Linked DNA regions of Sus scrofa: region 1 is linked to region 2. Evidence: chromatin contacts called from public HiChIP or PLAC-seq data. All regions are on one chromosome and are shown on one strand. The core of a region is the stretch at or near the end of the contact, and the rest is flanking DNA. Distances in the headings are between cores, read along the strand shown. Region 1 overlaps C9H1orf21. Region 2 overlaps TSEN15 (tRNA-splicing endonuclease subunit Sen15).

The links. HiChIP or PLAC-seq counts read pairs in DNA pulled down with a chosen protein or histone mark.
Region 1: a contact with region 2 is called in an H3K27ac HiChIP or PLAC-seq map of skeletal muscle. The contact joins two enhancer-like sites. A contact is called at or near these places in 2 of 47 Hi-C or Micro-C datasets (embryonic fibroblasts and epiblast stem cells) and 1 of 2 datasets of contacts at active chromatin or transcription factors (skeletal muscle).

What each region holds. Positions count from the first base shown.
Region 1 is chr9:125,687,724-125,694,665 of Sscrofa11.1, forward strand. All of the region lies in intron 1 of C9H1orf21, which reads left to right. Among named protein-coding and RNA genes, the nearest start is that of C9H1orf21, 78 kb to the left of the region's middle. Within about 2 kb of position 3,963, at least 9 of the 83 cell types and tissues checked have an H3K27ac peak or open chromatin away from gene starts, as enhancers often do. A contact at or near this core is called in skeletal muscle, where this site is marked.
Region 2 is chr9:125,322,632-125,329,387 of Sscrofa11.1, forward strand. All of the region lies in intron 4 of TSEN15 (tRNA-splicing endonuclease subunit Sen15), which reads left to right. Among named protein-coding and RNA genes, the nearest start is that of TSEN15, 25 kb to the left of the region's middle. Within about 2 kb of position 2,925, at least 1 of the 83 cell types and tissues checked has an H3K27ac peak or open chromatin away from gene starts, as enhancers often do. A contact at or near this core is called in skeletal muscle, where this site is marked.

The sequences.
Region 1 (6,942 bases), core at 2,713-5,212, 370 kb after region 2:
GTCCATTGAATGTTGTCTTGTGAATTTTTCCCTTTCTCAGAAAAGCAAAGACACAAGCAAAAAATATGGCCTAGAAAATGCTGATGAGTAGTGACAAGTTTAGGCCCTGGATCCAGAAGATGATTTAGAAATACAAATTTGAATTTGAATCCTAAAAGTTCCTTAAAAATTTCAAGGAGAGCTTGAAATTAGAAAATGTTTTTGCAGTACCATTCCTAGGGATGAAATGGCAGGGGTGTAGTAGAGATGACATGGGGGTGACATCCTCCCAGACACAGGAATACTAAGCAGCTTGCCAGATGTGCCTAGTCATATCCAGGACCACAACCACCTCAGCCTGGGACCCCACTAGAGGTCCCACAGACAGAACAGCTGGACAAAGGCCTTGTCAGAATAGAACATGATCTTGGCGTTCCCTGGTGGCTCAGTGGGTTAAAGATCCAGTGTTGTCACTGGTGTGGCTCGGGTCTCTGCTGTGGTGCAGGTTCATTCGATCCCTTGCCCAGGAACGTCCACATACCAAGAAAAACGACAACAAAACACGGTCAGATCCTAAATGTAACCCATTTCTGCTGTATCTTACACCAGTAGAGGTCTTTATCATTAAGCCATGCGTTTAGTTCTCTATTCTCACAAAGACCTGAGACCTTCATGTGCCAGACTGAAACTAAAGGTGGATGTGGGAGAGCGTTACCTCCGAGAGGTGCTGGCTGGTGCATCTGATGTTGAAACGTGGTCTCCCGTCAGTGGCTCCAGTTGGGTGGCTCTTGCCTGCACTGTCTGGTCCTCTCGAGCTGTGGCTCTGGTCTCTTTCTCTAAGTACACTTTGCTGGACAAGCGGGAAGGAACGCCATGTTCGCTAATTATGCTGCTTTGGATGGTGGAACACTGGTAACATGTACAAGGTCATCATAGCTTAGGACCTGTTACCCTAGGTGTTTCTTCATAGCGTTTTAGTGGCTGAAGATGAGCATCCAGGCTAGGGAGGAGCTTCTTGCCCTTCCTTTATGTTTTTGTGTTTCAAACCCCACTAGACCTCACCAAAATGATGGTCGGTGAAGGGAAGACTCCCCAGTGCAGAGGCATGAGCCAGCTCGTTGGGAACAGGAGGAAGGTGGACATGAGGGAGGAGTGGCCATTCCTCACCTGACAGCTTTGTCCTCCTGGGTATGTTCTCGCAGCCTCTTACCTTTTGTTCTCCTTAAGTAGATGGTTGAACAGAGCGTGTTTTTTTTGGCTGAGCTCTGCAAAGTCAATAAAGTTCCCAAAGTCTTATGCATTGGTTGAGAGCAGCATGAGAACTGAGGTGCTTTCTTGTTTTTAAGACTCAGTAGGTGAAGCGGGCATTGATTTGTGCTACCTGAAAATGCTATTTCTAATTTCAATTTGTGCAGCCTTCTGAGGATATCATCCATCCTTAAATAGTTCTTTGTCATGGAAAGCTTAGCAAAGATTTCAGTTTCAGCCAAAACAGAAACTGACGCTTGATTTTTCAGAGGTCAGTTGAGTCTAGGAAGCACGGTTCAACATCTCTGGATTCTAATTGACAGGAAATGCACATCAGGGTCCCGCTGACTTGTCCATTTCGGAATCTCTGGTCCCTAGTGAAATGTTGAGAACTAAACAAGTTTCCCAAAAATGATTGTTGAAATAAATAAATAGCACATTTTTTTCTGGGGGCGGATTAGGGCCAACCACACAAGTGCCAAAAGCTTTCAAAATGTCATTTTACTAGTATGAGATTACACATAGCTTCCTTCCTGTCCTTTTAGGGAGTATATACTGAACATAATTTTAAATTGTCTATGATGGCTCAGAAGAGCCTTTTCAACTATAACTGTTGGTGAGCAAAGAAAGGCTGGTGACCCGGGACCTGGCTGGTGACCCGGGACCTGGAGAAGGAGAGTCCCTTCCTTAACAGCCCTCCCCACATCTCTTTGTGAAAAGAGGGTTCTAAGAGAATTCATTGGCTCAACACCTATTGCAAACCTACTCTGTGCCTGACCTGTGCCCAAGGGAATATAGAGACGAATAATCAGGACATGGTTGGTTGTGACCTCGGAAATCTGCCTGGTGAGGGAGACAGATACGTAAATGTGTAACAGCAGGAGGATGAGAGCCACACCGTCACTGAGGCTGTGACAGAGCTTAGGAGAGCTCACTGACCTTTGACGTGTCTGCCCACAGCAGCCTCTGCCTCCAGAGCCCTGGGGTGGGGTGTCCCCACGGAGCTGGCCCGGCCCCCGCAGCGCTGCGGAAACGCCATTGCAGCCCCCAGCTCTCTGTGCACGAGCTGCAGTGGGAGCTCCAGTTTCTCCTGCTATTTCAGCTGATGCCTCTTGCTTTCTGTCTGCGTTCTATCTGCCTGCTTGTTTTTGGTTTAGTTCCTAAGAACCTCTAAGCTGACACAGTTTACCTCTCACCTGTCTGTCTGCCTCTTCTTTCTAGTCTTTTTTCACCTCCGCCACTTGCTTTGTAAAGTTTCTCACCATCCCGCTCAGTCAGGATGATGGTGATGATGACAATAGCTGTCATGTCCTGATAGTTTACAGATCGCGAGGTGCTGTGCTAAGCATTTTCCCTGTATTGTCTCATCTGCTCCGCTCAGAATTCATGCAGTCTGATCCCATCTGGTAAATGAGAGCGCAAGGCCCTGTGTAGTAAATAACAATGACCAAAGCCACGCAACTCCTTTCCTTTACAAAAATCACAAAACACTGGATGTAGTCTTTGTATCTCTAGAATTTTTATTGTGTGTGTGTGTATGAGAGAAAAAAGAGACTAAGTCCTTTACCAACAAAGGTTTTATGTTTTGCTTTCTCTGTGTTTTCAGGGCACTGCCAGCAATTGAGCTGTTCTGGATAGCACTCGAAGGTTCTAGCAGGCAGAATTTCAGATAGCCAAGGCTTTCCCTTAGGGATGCTCATTTCAGTAAACCACCCTCTGCCCATCAGGAAAGTGATGGGTTTACTCAGTCACTGGATCACGGCTGACTTCTCCTCAGACCTGGGATCCTGTGGCCTGAGGCAGAGCCCTGGGAGAGAGAGATCTTAGGCTGGAGCTTGCAGCAGCCTCTGATGGATGAGTTTATTTATTTTAGTAGGGAGGGGGTTAAAGGGGGAAGGAGTCTGTTGTGGAAAGAGAGGGATGTGCTTTTAGATATAGAGAGAAATGCTTTTTAAGATTGTAGCCTTCAGATCTTATTAGTGTTACTACATTACTTTGTTACAAGTTTTTATAATTCTGAGGGCAGGAAACATACGCATACTCACATGTTACCACCACAATCCACCAGCAGGCTCTTTGGTTTTTAAACGATTCTCCCATTTGTGCCTGATGGTTAGTTTAGGTAATTCGTGTCTTTTATGTCTGTTGTTCCTACTTCTTTTTTTCTACCGTTGTGACTAGTTTAAGACTGAGCTGCAAGCCATTTCCACATTAAGTTTAGAGATTGAATTGAATCAGAAATGTGAAACACTCTTTCCTTGTGGAAGAGTTGAGACTTTGTAATTCAGTGATGAAAACATCCCCTGTGCTTTTCCAGGGTGTGTGTCAGACAAAGCTCCATGGCCTTTCATCTCTTGTCCTCAGCATCAGGCAGGTAACATTCAGCTTTCCAGGGGATTAATCCAGCTGCAGTTCTGTTGTAGTTGATGGTGTTAAAGAGGATCAACAGCTCCAAACGGACGCGCCACGTCTTGCTGTCCTTGTCCCCAAGTGAGCGTCTCTAACCAAGGGTTTGCTAAGAGTAGCACACGATGCTGGATGTCTCTCCGTGTCTTGTTGCAGAAAATAAAACTGAGATAAGCACTCATTGAACTAGCTTGAAATATCCTAGGACGTTGAAGCACATCTCTGAGACTTCCTTTCCCGGCGGGGTGTCATTGGAATTCTACTCGTGTATTTATGATCTGTCAGTCCCGTCCGAATGCGAGCCCTTCAAGGGCGGGGATTCCGTCTGTGCTTCACAATACGTTTCAACACACAGATGGCCAGGATATCCTTCACTGACCATTGAGGAAGGATTGTGAACTTATCTGCTTAGATTAGAATCAAATTGCGCTTTTGTTTGTTCGTTTTTTTTAGTAATACATCCTTATTCTACTTACACAGTCTAGTCATTTCTTGACTTTTCTTTTTTCCTTTCCATCTATCTTCTGTCGTTGTTTTCCCGGGCCACATAGGGGAGCCTACTGGGCAAACTGATTTCACCCAATGCTCCTGGAAAGTCATGCCAGGCCACCGGCATAGCAGAGTGTGCACAGAAGACTATTCTCGTGCACTTATAAGTACTTGGCAAAGCATTTCATAATCTACCTAGGTTTTTAAAACCAAAAAAAGGGAAAACAGCTGTTACTATTAGGGTACTGATAATTCCAAGGAAATCAGGTGGATCTGTCACAAGTGACACGGTGAACTGGCAGGCCAGCTGTCAGAAGATGCCAATCATGGGTGTCCTGGTACAGAAAGTTCCCCACTGACACAAGATTGGCAACTTCCTTCATATGCCCTTGGTATTCTGAGTCTTGAGAGTGGAAAGAGGAGAAGAGAACTCAAAGTCCAGGAATGTCTGCCACTGGCTTTGATCGTGAAGGAGCAATTCTAGAAAGGGCGAAGTTCTTCTGCATGGATTCACCCTGGTGTGGGTGGGCGGCTTTAATCAGGATCTGATACTTTCCTCTCTTGCCTTCCAGAAAGAATGTCAGCCTTGCATGAACTTGTGTGAACACATACAGGTGATAAAGGAAGAGAGTTTTCAGCTACAGGGTAAAGGCACTAAACTCTTAAATCCTGAAGAACAGTTATTCCACAGACTTTTTCAATTCAGCCCTCTCTGTAAGAAACATTAAAAACATTTATTTTAGTCTGTTAAAGGCAGAATAGAGAAGAGGACATAAGAGAGCTAAGCTTTGTTCATTTTTTCACTTGATACACGATTGAAATCAACACCCTTGGGCCAAAACATAATAGGTAATAATCTTTAGACCTCATAGGGCTTCCTGAAATATTTTGGAAAAAAGATTTGCAGGTATATCTTAATTCGGTAAATGTTGAAACAAAGTATATAAATAAATTGAGTCTAGGTGAGAAATGGCCTTTTTTTTTGCTTTTTAGGGCCACACCCACAGCATATGGAAGTTCCCACGTGAGGGGTCACATCAGAGCTGTAGCCACTAGCCCACATCGCAGCCACAGCAATGTGGGATCCAAGCTGGGTCTGTGACCTACACCACAACTCACAGCAACGCTGGATCCCTGACCCACTGAGTGAGGCCAGGGATCGAACCCACATCTTCATGCTTACTAGTCAGATTCGTTTCTGCTGCGCCATGACGGGAAATCCCAGAAGTGGCCTTGTTATAAGTGGTAATTTCATCCTTAGCATCACTTGAACATATGTTCAGGTAGATCATAGAGTCAAAGGGAGAGGCTCGGAGAGATGAAGCCCAGCTTTGGCACTGAGGCAGGCGAGTGACCCCTGAGACCGGAGCTCAGCATCCTCACAGCCCCTCCGGTGCTCTTTCCACTGCTCTCCTTGCCCCCCATCGCCACACCTCACTGCGGAAATCCAGCAGAAATTGTATCTTCCTGTATGGGACTTAGTGTTATGTTTCTGAGCGATACCTCTGTACAGTGATTGTTTGTGGAAGTGAAACTTTTCCCATCAAGAAAGCAGAAGCAAATATGCCTGTTTCTTTGCTGTTAATAGCATATTGTCAGTTGTCACGGCACCAAGTGAGTGTGGGTCCAGGAATGAGGATCTTGAGTTGCCAGCAGTTGCTGGGTGATAGGAAGCCTGGGCTTTTCCAGAGTATCCTCATGTCACATGTGACATCTCTTTGTGTGTTATCTTTAACATGCACAATGAAATGTGAAATGGTGTTAACAGGAGCCCAAGGACACCAAAGCGGCAAGATGAGAAATCACTTTTCGGCTGTCTTTCTTCTCCCCCCAGTGGGCTGCTGTATTAACACTCATTATAGCGAAGCAGAACAGATGGGCAAACAGACTGATTAGTTATTTATATATATATTTTTTTTCTTTGTGAAGCTTAGATGTTGGCTCTGTCTTCAATAAAAGAAAGGAGTTTTTAGATGTTGCCTTGTCTTGATTTTCCCTTTTTAATTAAAGGAGGAAAGGGGACACTTTGCTCCTGATCTATTAATAATGTGTATTATCCCTTTCTTAACTGCTGACTTCATAGCTCTCTGTGTACCCATTGCAGTTAGAATTTGATTTTTCTCCAGTCCTCTGAGCTGCATGTGGTGTCTTCATGTTCTTTCTGGCTTAGGATTTCGTTATGGAGTTTATCAGTTTTAATTCATTTTTTTAAAAGTGTCTTTCTTGACAAGGGAACTGTCTACAGTATTTTTGGCTTTTCCATCCAAAATGAAAAAGTCCATGACTAATTGGTGGAAAGGGAAATTATTCATAATATTATGTAAATAGAAATATTTCGCATAACTTTTTTCAAAAAGGTCAAATACCTCTGATTTTTCTTAAAACAGATTTTGCATATTTCCCCTTCTCAATATAATTTTAGTGTATTTAAAAATTTTTTATTCACTTTTTTTTTTCTTTTTATGGCCATCCCCTTGGCTTATTGGAGTCCCCAGACTAGGGGTTGAATTGGAGCTGCAGCTACCAGCCTATGCCACAGGCATGGTAACACCAGATCCAGATGCATCTGCAAGCTACACTGCAGCTTGCAGTAACACCATATCCTTAACACATTGAGTGAGGCCAGGGGTCAAACATGCATGTTTATGGAAACTGCATCTGGTCCTTAACCCACTGAGCCACAGTGGGAACTCCTTATTTATTTTTATACAGCCACACTTGCAGCACATGGAAGTTTCCAGGTCAGGGATTGAATCTGTGTCCCAGCTATGACCTACACTGTGGCTGCAGCAATGCTGGATCATTTAATGCTGGATTCCC
Region 2 (6,756 bases), core at 1,675-4,174:
AATTGGCATCTTAACAATATTTGAACCTTCCAATCCATGATTATGGACTGTTTCTCCATTTATTCAGATCGTCTATGATTTCTGTCATCAGAGTTTTACAGTTTTCCTTATATAGATCCTGTACATATATTTTTTTAGGTTTATACCTAAGCATTTCACTTTTTTGATGCCAATGTAAATGTTGTGTTTTTTATTTGAAATTCCAGTTGTTCAGTGCTGGTGTACAGGAAAGCAATTGATCTTGACACATTAACCTTGCTATAATCTCTTATTAGTTTTAGTCCACCCAGTTCTCAGACTGCCAAATTAATTTGTTAACAAAATCTGTCAGTTCTCCCTTAAAAGTATATCCAAAATCTGACCTTTTCTCGCCACTTCTGCTATACTGCATCATTCTGGTGTAAGCTACTGTCATCTCACCTCTTGTACTAATGCAACCTATGAAGTGGCCCTCCTTTATAACACTTACTGCATTTATTGCTACTCAGTATATTGTATAGTGGGCTTTTTTGTTTGTTTGTTTGTTTACTCTCTTTCCTCCCCACATCCCCTATGGAAGCAGGAGCTTTGTTGTGTTCGTTCTTTTTCCCAGTGCCTTGCCTGGTGCCTTGTGTTTGGTGTTAAATAGGTATTTGTTGGATGAATGAATGATTCTCTTAAACTCTTCAGTTCCTGCAGCAGAGACTTGCTGAATAATATCTTAAAGAACACAAAGATGTGCTGCAAGCAGCCTTTCAAGAGTTTCTAAGAAATTAGAATGTCTTCAGAATTCATCTGCTTGCAAGGTTTATCACTGCTTATTACCACACTTTACCCTGTAACTATAACTGTATACCTCCCAGGATAGAGAACAGTCAGAAGTCTGAAGAGCCACTCTGCCAGTGCTATAAATAGTTTCCTTACCTTTTAGTTAAATTCTTTTTCACCCATATCTTCCTCCCCTGCCAGTACCACCACTCCCTTCACCATTCAACCCTTCTTTTTCCTTTGTGCCTTAGGAGAAGGGCTTATATTAATGGTGGAGTAAAGAGTTATTAGAAACAATTTAGTTCCTTCTTTAGAACATTTTAAAAGATGTTCTTAGTTATGAGACTTAAGTCTGAAATGTTACATGTTTTTTGAAGGATACTCCATTTTCCTATCATCAAAAAATATTTCCTCTCTCCAGAATTATGTTCTTTATTACAAATTAATGGCTATTATTTTATATGAGGCCTGAAGTCTAATAATAACTAGGAAAATGATTCCTGTCATTTGGCTTCCCTGCATATCAGGATGTGTGTCCTCAGACTACCTCTGTTGGAAATCTGTTACTGTTAAAACTCCCAGTTCTGGCAGCTTCCTTCAACTGGCATAGCATTTTTTTTTTCTTACCCTCAAAAACAAACAAACAAAAAAACCCTTACAGTTTATTTTCGCAGAATGGCTTCCCACCAGGGTGAATAGCCACACAGGCACCTAATTGTTCAATAACCCCCTGGGACTTCAGCTGCCTTGATTTTTTCCTAGGAAGGCATTGGCATGATTCAAAAGGAGGTGGTCTATTACTCTTGAAACTTTGTTCAGGATCGAGCCTGTGAGTGGATAAGGCTCCTTGGGCACAAGTTTAATTTGCATTGTGTTCCGCAGTTGCATTATGGTGTGTTGTTTAAATAAATCATAATGAGGCAGATCGGGGAGTTAATGTCTTTTGTTGATGCAGCTGCAGCATTTATCAGTTTGGCCACATTAAAAATGACAGAAGGAGATATTGCTTTGTGTGAGTTGAAATTAATAATAATTTTAACCTATGATGCATTCTAGTTTGACAACATTTGAAATTAAATTTAATGTTGTCTTCAAATTTCTTGTCCTCTGTGCGTATCTCCAGAGGTTACTTAGTCTCTGTTGTAGGGTTGTTACAAAAACACAAATGCTAAGGCTTATGGAAAGTATTTAAGTACCTTGGAGGAAGGGCAGTAGCCAAATAACGTTAGCTTTGTTAAAATTTGGAATCACTTTGTTTTCAGAATGCTAAGCTCCTCTCTTAACAGTTATAAGAAAGAAAAACCTGTTGTAGACATCAAATTCTGTTACTCTTTTTTTTTTTTTTTGTCTTTTGTCTTTTTGTTGTTGTTGTTGTTGTTGCTATTTCTTGGGCCACTCCCGCGGCATATGGAGATTCCCAGGCTAGGGGTTGAATTGGAGCTGTAGCCACCCGCCTACGCCAGAGCCACAGCAACACGGGATCCGAGCTGCGTCTGCAACCTACACCACAGCTCACGGCAATGCCGGATCGTTAACCCACTGAGCAAGGGCAGGGACCGAACCCGCAACCTCCTGGTTCCTAGTTGGATTCGTTAACCACTGCGCCACGACGGGAACTCCAAATTCTGTTACTCTTGATTAACAACTGTGATTATTACTGATTTATCTCTTTCTTTAGGTGGGACTTTTCTCTTGAAATATATTGAACTCAAAAACCTGAAATTCTTCTTATTAATATATAGGTTATCTTTTACATATGTGGATTTCTATCAAATATAAACTGTAGAAGGCTTTATCCAAATTATTAGATTTGTGTGATGAAACATCTCTATTTTTCCAAAGAACTGAGCTTTTAAAAAAATAGGCACATAAGGAAACTTTGTTCTGTGTCTTCTAAATTAAAACCAGAGGTTAAATGAGACTGTAGCATTTTAGCGATGCTTCATTGTCCTCAGCATCTTTACAATCACGTGTGATTTTTAAAATAGAACTTTGGAACCTTTTGTTGTTGTTGTTATATTGAGAAAGTTCAATCTGTTGACTTAAAGGCAAAGTAAAATTTTTACCAGTTTATGAATATCTCGTAAAGGAAACAAGTAAGACAGACCTCAAATAGGGAAAGATGATGGCATCACTTTAAACATAATGTTAAAAATAGACTAGAAGAGATCCTGAACGAGAATCTTTGTAAGACGTCTCAAGTGTGCTTTGAGTAAGAGAGGCAGATAAACTATTCTACTCTGTTATTATGAGAAGATTCATTGGTAATTCCACCCCCCAGCCCCCGACACTACCAAGTGGGATAAACAGAGCTCTGAGACGGGAACTTCCATTTCATTTTTGACAGTGATTTCCCTCAACTCTGAAGACAATACCCCCTTTACAACTCTGAGCTAATTTTCAAATGTTAGGGTTTCCCACATGGATGTTTTGAGTAAGTCTGAAAATGTTTTGCTATTTATACCAGAGAACTCTGGAAACAAATATGAATGAAATGGAAATTTCTATCCTAAATTTCAATATATGGGCTAGAGTTCCCACTCAGTTTACATTAGGAAAAAAACCATGCACACGCACGTACGCATGTACATTTCTGATTTAAATAATGTCATATCCTGAGGAAAAGAAAATATGTACAAGTTGTCTTAATAGTTTTTTTTCCCCTTCCATCTGTGTCTCATCTTTGTCATACTCTGCCAGTTAGGGATATTTAAAGAAACTTATTTTTAAGTTATGTGTATTGCAGTGGCTTCAGAGTGTTACTTTCCATCAGTGCTATGTAATGAGATTTCTCATTAATATTTATGGTTGTTTCATCTAAATATCACTAAAGTGAATCTCTGATATGAACAATAATCTAGGTAATTATCATGCAATACATCATAGGTGGAAATTATTTTTTAAGAGAAAAGTTGTGGATACAATGTTATGTCTCAATTTGCAAGGTAGCAAAGCTAGTAGATACTATATAATAAAACGTAACCAGTGACTACTTTATAGTTTGCAAAGCTTTTCATGTATGCCACCTCATAGAAAGGAATGAAGTTATATTGGAGCAATTTATAAATTTGTTTCAGAATTGAATTAGTGTTGATCAGAGGTAAATTGTGATAAATTAAGATGCATGGAGTGATCTTTAAACTATCACTTGAAAAAGTAGTTGACCCTTGAACAGTGTAGGTTTAGGGGTGCCAATCCTTTGCACAGTTGAAAATCCCACATATAACTTTATAGTCAGTCTTCTGTATCTGCAGTTCTGCATTCGCAGATTCAACCAACCAGGGCTCACGTATACTATAATGCATTTTTATTGAAAAAAAATATGTATAAGTGGACCTTCATAGTTCAAACCTGTGTTGTTCAGGGGTTAACTCTACAACTGTATAGTTAAAAAATCATAAAGAAATTAAAATGGTGTACTAGAAAAATATCAATTTAATACAAAAGAAGGTAGTAAAGGAGGAACAGAGAAACAAAAAAAGACACGTGACATATAGAAAACAAAGAACAAAATGGAAGATATAAATTTAGCAGTATCAATATTTTAAATGTGAATGGATAAAACACCCCAATCAAGGCACAGATATTATAAGACTGACTGTAAAAACAAGATCCAACTGTATGCTGGGAGTCAGCGAGACGCTTTACATTCAGAGATGACAGCTTTGGAAAAATCTCTGCTATTTCTTCTCTACTGCTGTAGTCTGAATGTACTCCCCATGTTTCCCATGTTGAAATCCTAAGCCCCCAAAATGCTGGTATTAGGAGATGAGACCTTTGGAGGTGCTTAAGCCATGATAATGGAGCCCTCATAAATGGGATTAGTGCCTTAAAAAGAGACCTCACAGCTATCTCTTGCCCCTTTCACCATGTGAGGACACAGTGAGAAGGTGTTTGCTGCGAGCCAGGAAGAAGACCTCCACCAGAATGAGACCATGCTGATGCCTTGATCTTGACTTTCTAGCCTGAGAAATAAATTTCTATTATTTATAAGATGCCCAGTCTGTGGTATTTTGTTATGGCAAGCCAAAAGGACTTAGACACCATTCTCTCTTTTTCCTTCTGAAATTCCATTTATGTGTTTGTTAAACTGATATTGCCCCTAAGGCCTCCGATGTTTTATTTAAAAGTTATTTTTCTCATTGTTTTTCAGTTAAGTTTCTTGTGACCTCTTTTCAGGTTCACTAAATTCTTTCTTCTGCTGTGTCTAATCTACCATTAAGCCTCATCAGCACTTTGAAAATCTGTTTTTACATCCTAGAATGTTCATTTTCTTTAGGATTTTCATGTTTTCCTTAAAGTTTTCATCTTGTCACCCATTTTTTTTCTGTGTTTTTTCCTCAATACTCTAACATTTATTATAGTTATTAGAGACTTTATTAATTCCCATTTCTAAGTTTTTCAACAACTTTAGTTTTCTGAAGGTTTTCTTTTACTGACTTTTTGTTCTTGGTCATTAGACATATTTTCCTGCTTCTTCACATACCTTAGAGTTTTTCACTGGATGCTAGACACTGTGTATGAAGAAGAGACTGATGTTGATACTACTCCTCACCCCAAAAGAGCTCATCCTTTCCTCTATCTAGCAAGTAGAGTCAGAATCTAAATTTAGTCAATCTAGTGAGAAGTCAAGAGGAGTCATGGCTGAGTTGCATCTTTAGTTATCTCTTTTCTCTTCTGGTTTCAGATGCCTTGAGAAAGGGCTTAGGCCTCTCTTTTCAGCAGGGCTTTGTGATCAGAGCTTGCTTGCATTTTCTAGTCCCTTCCTCAGCATTTCATGCTGTTGCTTAAACATAGCAGAAGTTCCATGAGGGAGAATTGGGGAACTGAAGGAATTGATATCCCTTCAGATTCTAATCCACCAGACGAGTTCATGTGCAGCTTTTAGGAGTAGTGCTGTTTTCTCCTAGTCCCAGTGATGTTGCTTGCCTATGACTGGCTCACTCCTCCAGCCATCTGCCCAGACTTGACAGTTGCCATCAAGGATGGAAGTGGCTGACTCTTGGCCTCACTTTACCCAGGAAGGGCTCATTTCTCATTGGAATTTAGTTCTTTTAAACACTTTGTGTTTACCTCCCTTTATGGCTTTCAAGAAAAATGGCATTTTTTAAAAACCAAACAAAGTATTTTCTCTGTTATCATAGGAATGGTGGTCTTTAGGATGTTCTACATCCTAATTAGAAGTGGAACCTCCTTCTGCTCTGACTTTTGAATAAATAATATTGAAAATAAAAACACTGCTTCAGTGATCATGTCTTACATTTCTTATTCTTAACTTCTTTCATACAGTAGGGGTCAGCAAACCTTTTCTTAAAGGGCTTTGTGGACAGAGTGGCAAAATTGAGCCTATTCTGTAGGTTCTTATATGTACCATTTAAAGATGTCAATACTATACCTTGTTCATGGGCCATAGCAGAATAGGTGAACATAGTTTCCCAAGCCCGAGTATAGAGACAAATGATAAAACAATTTGAATGCTTTGATGAATGAAAAGCAAATATAAGATATTGTGAAGAAAATTAAATTCTAGAGAATTCTTTGGTACACCATCTTCCACTGTTAACTGCAGTTATAAGTACCCAAAATGATGATCCTCAACTGTTAAGACTAGTTTAAATTTCATTTAGTGTAATAGAATTGCATAGTAAATTTTAGACAAATGTTTGTCAGAAATATTTTTTAAAGTTTATGTACCCAAAGAGTTATGTATAGCCATATTGAAACCTGCATTTAAAAAGAATCATTGATATCAAAACTAGAAGGCATGAGAAGAGAAGACAAATGCAGAACATTGAAAATGCATTCAAAAATAAGAACTGAGGAGTTCCCATTGTGGCGCAGTGGAAATGAATATGACTAGGAACCATAAGATTGAGGGTTTGATCCCTGACCTTGCTCAGTGGGTTAAGAATCCGGCGTTACCATGAGCTATGGTGTAGGTCAGAGATGCAGCTTAGATGCCGTATGGCTGTGTCTGTGGTACAGGCTGGCAACTGTAGCTCCCATTTG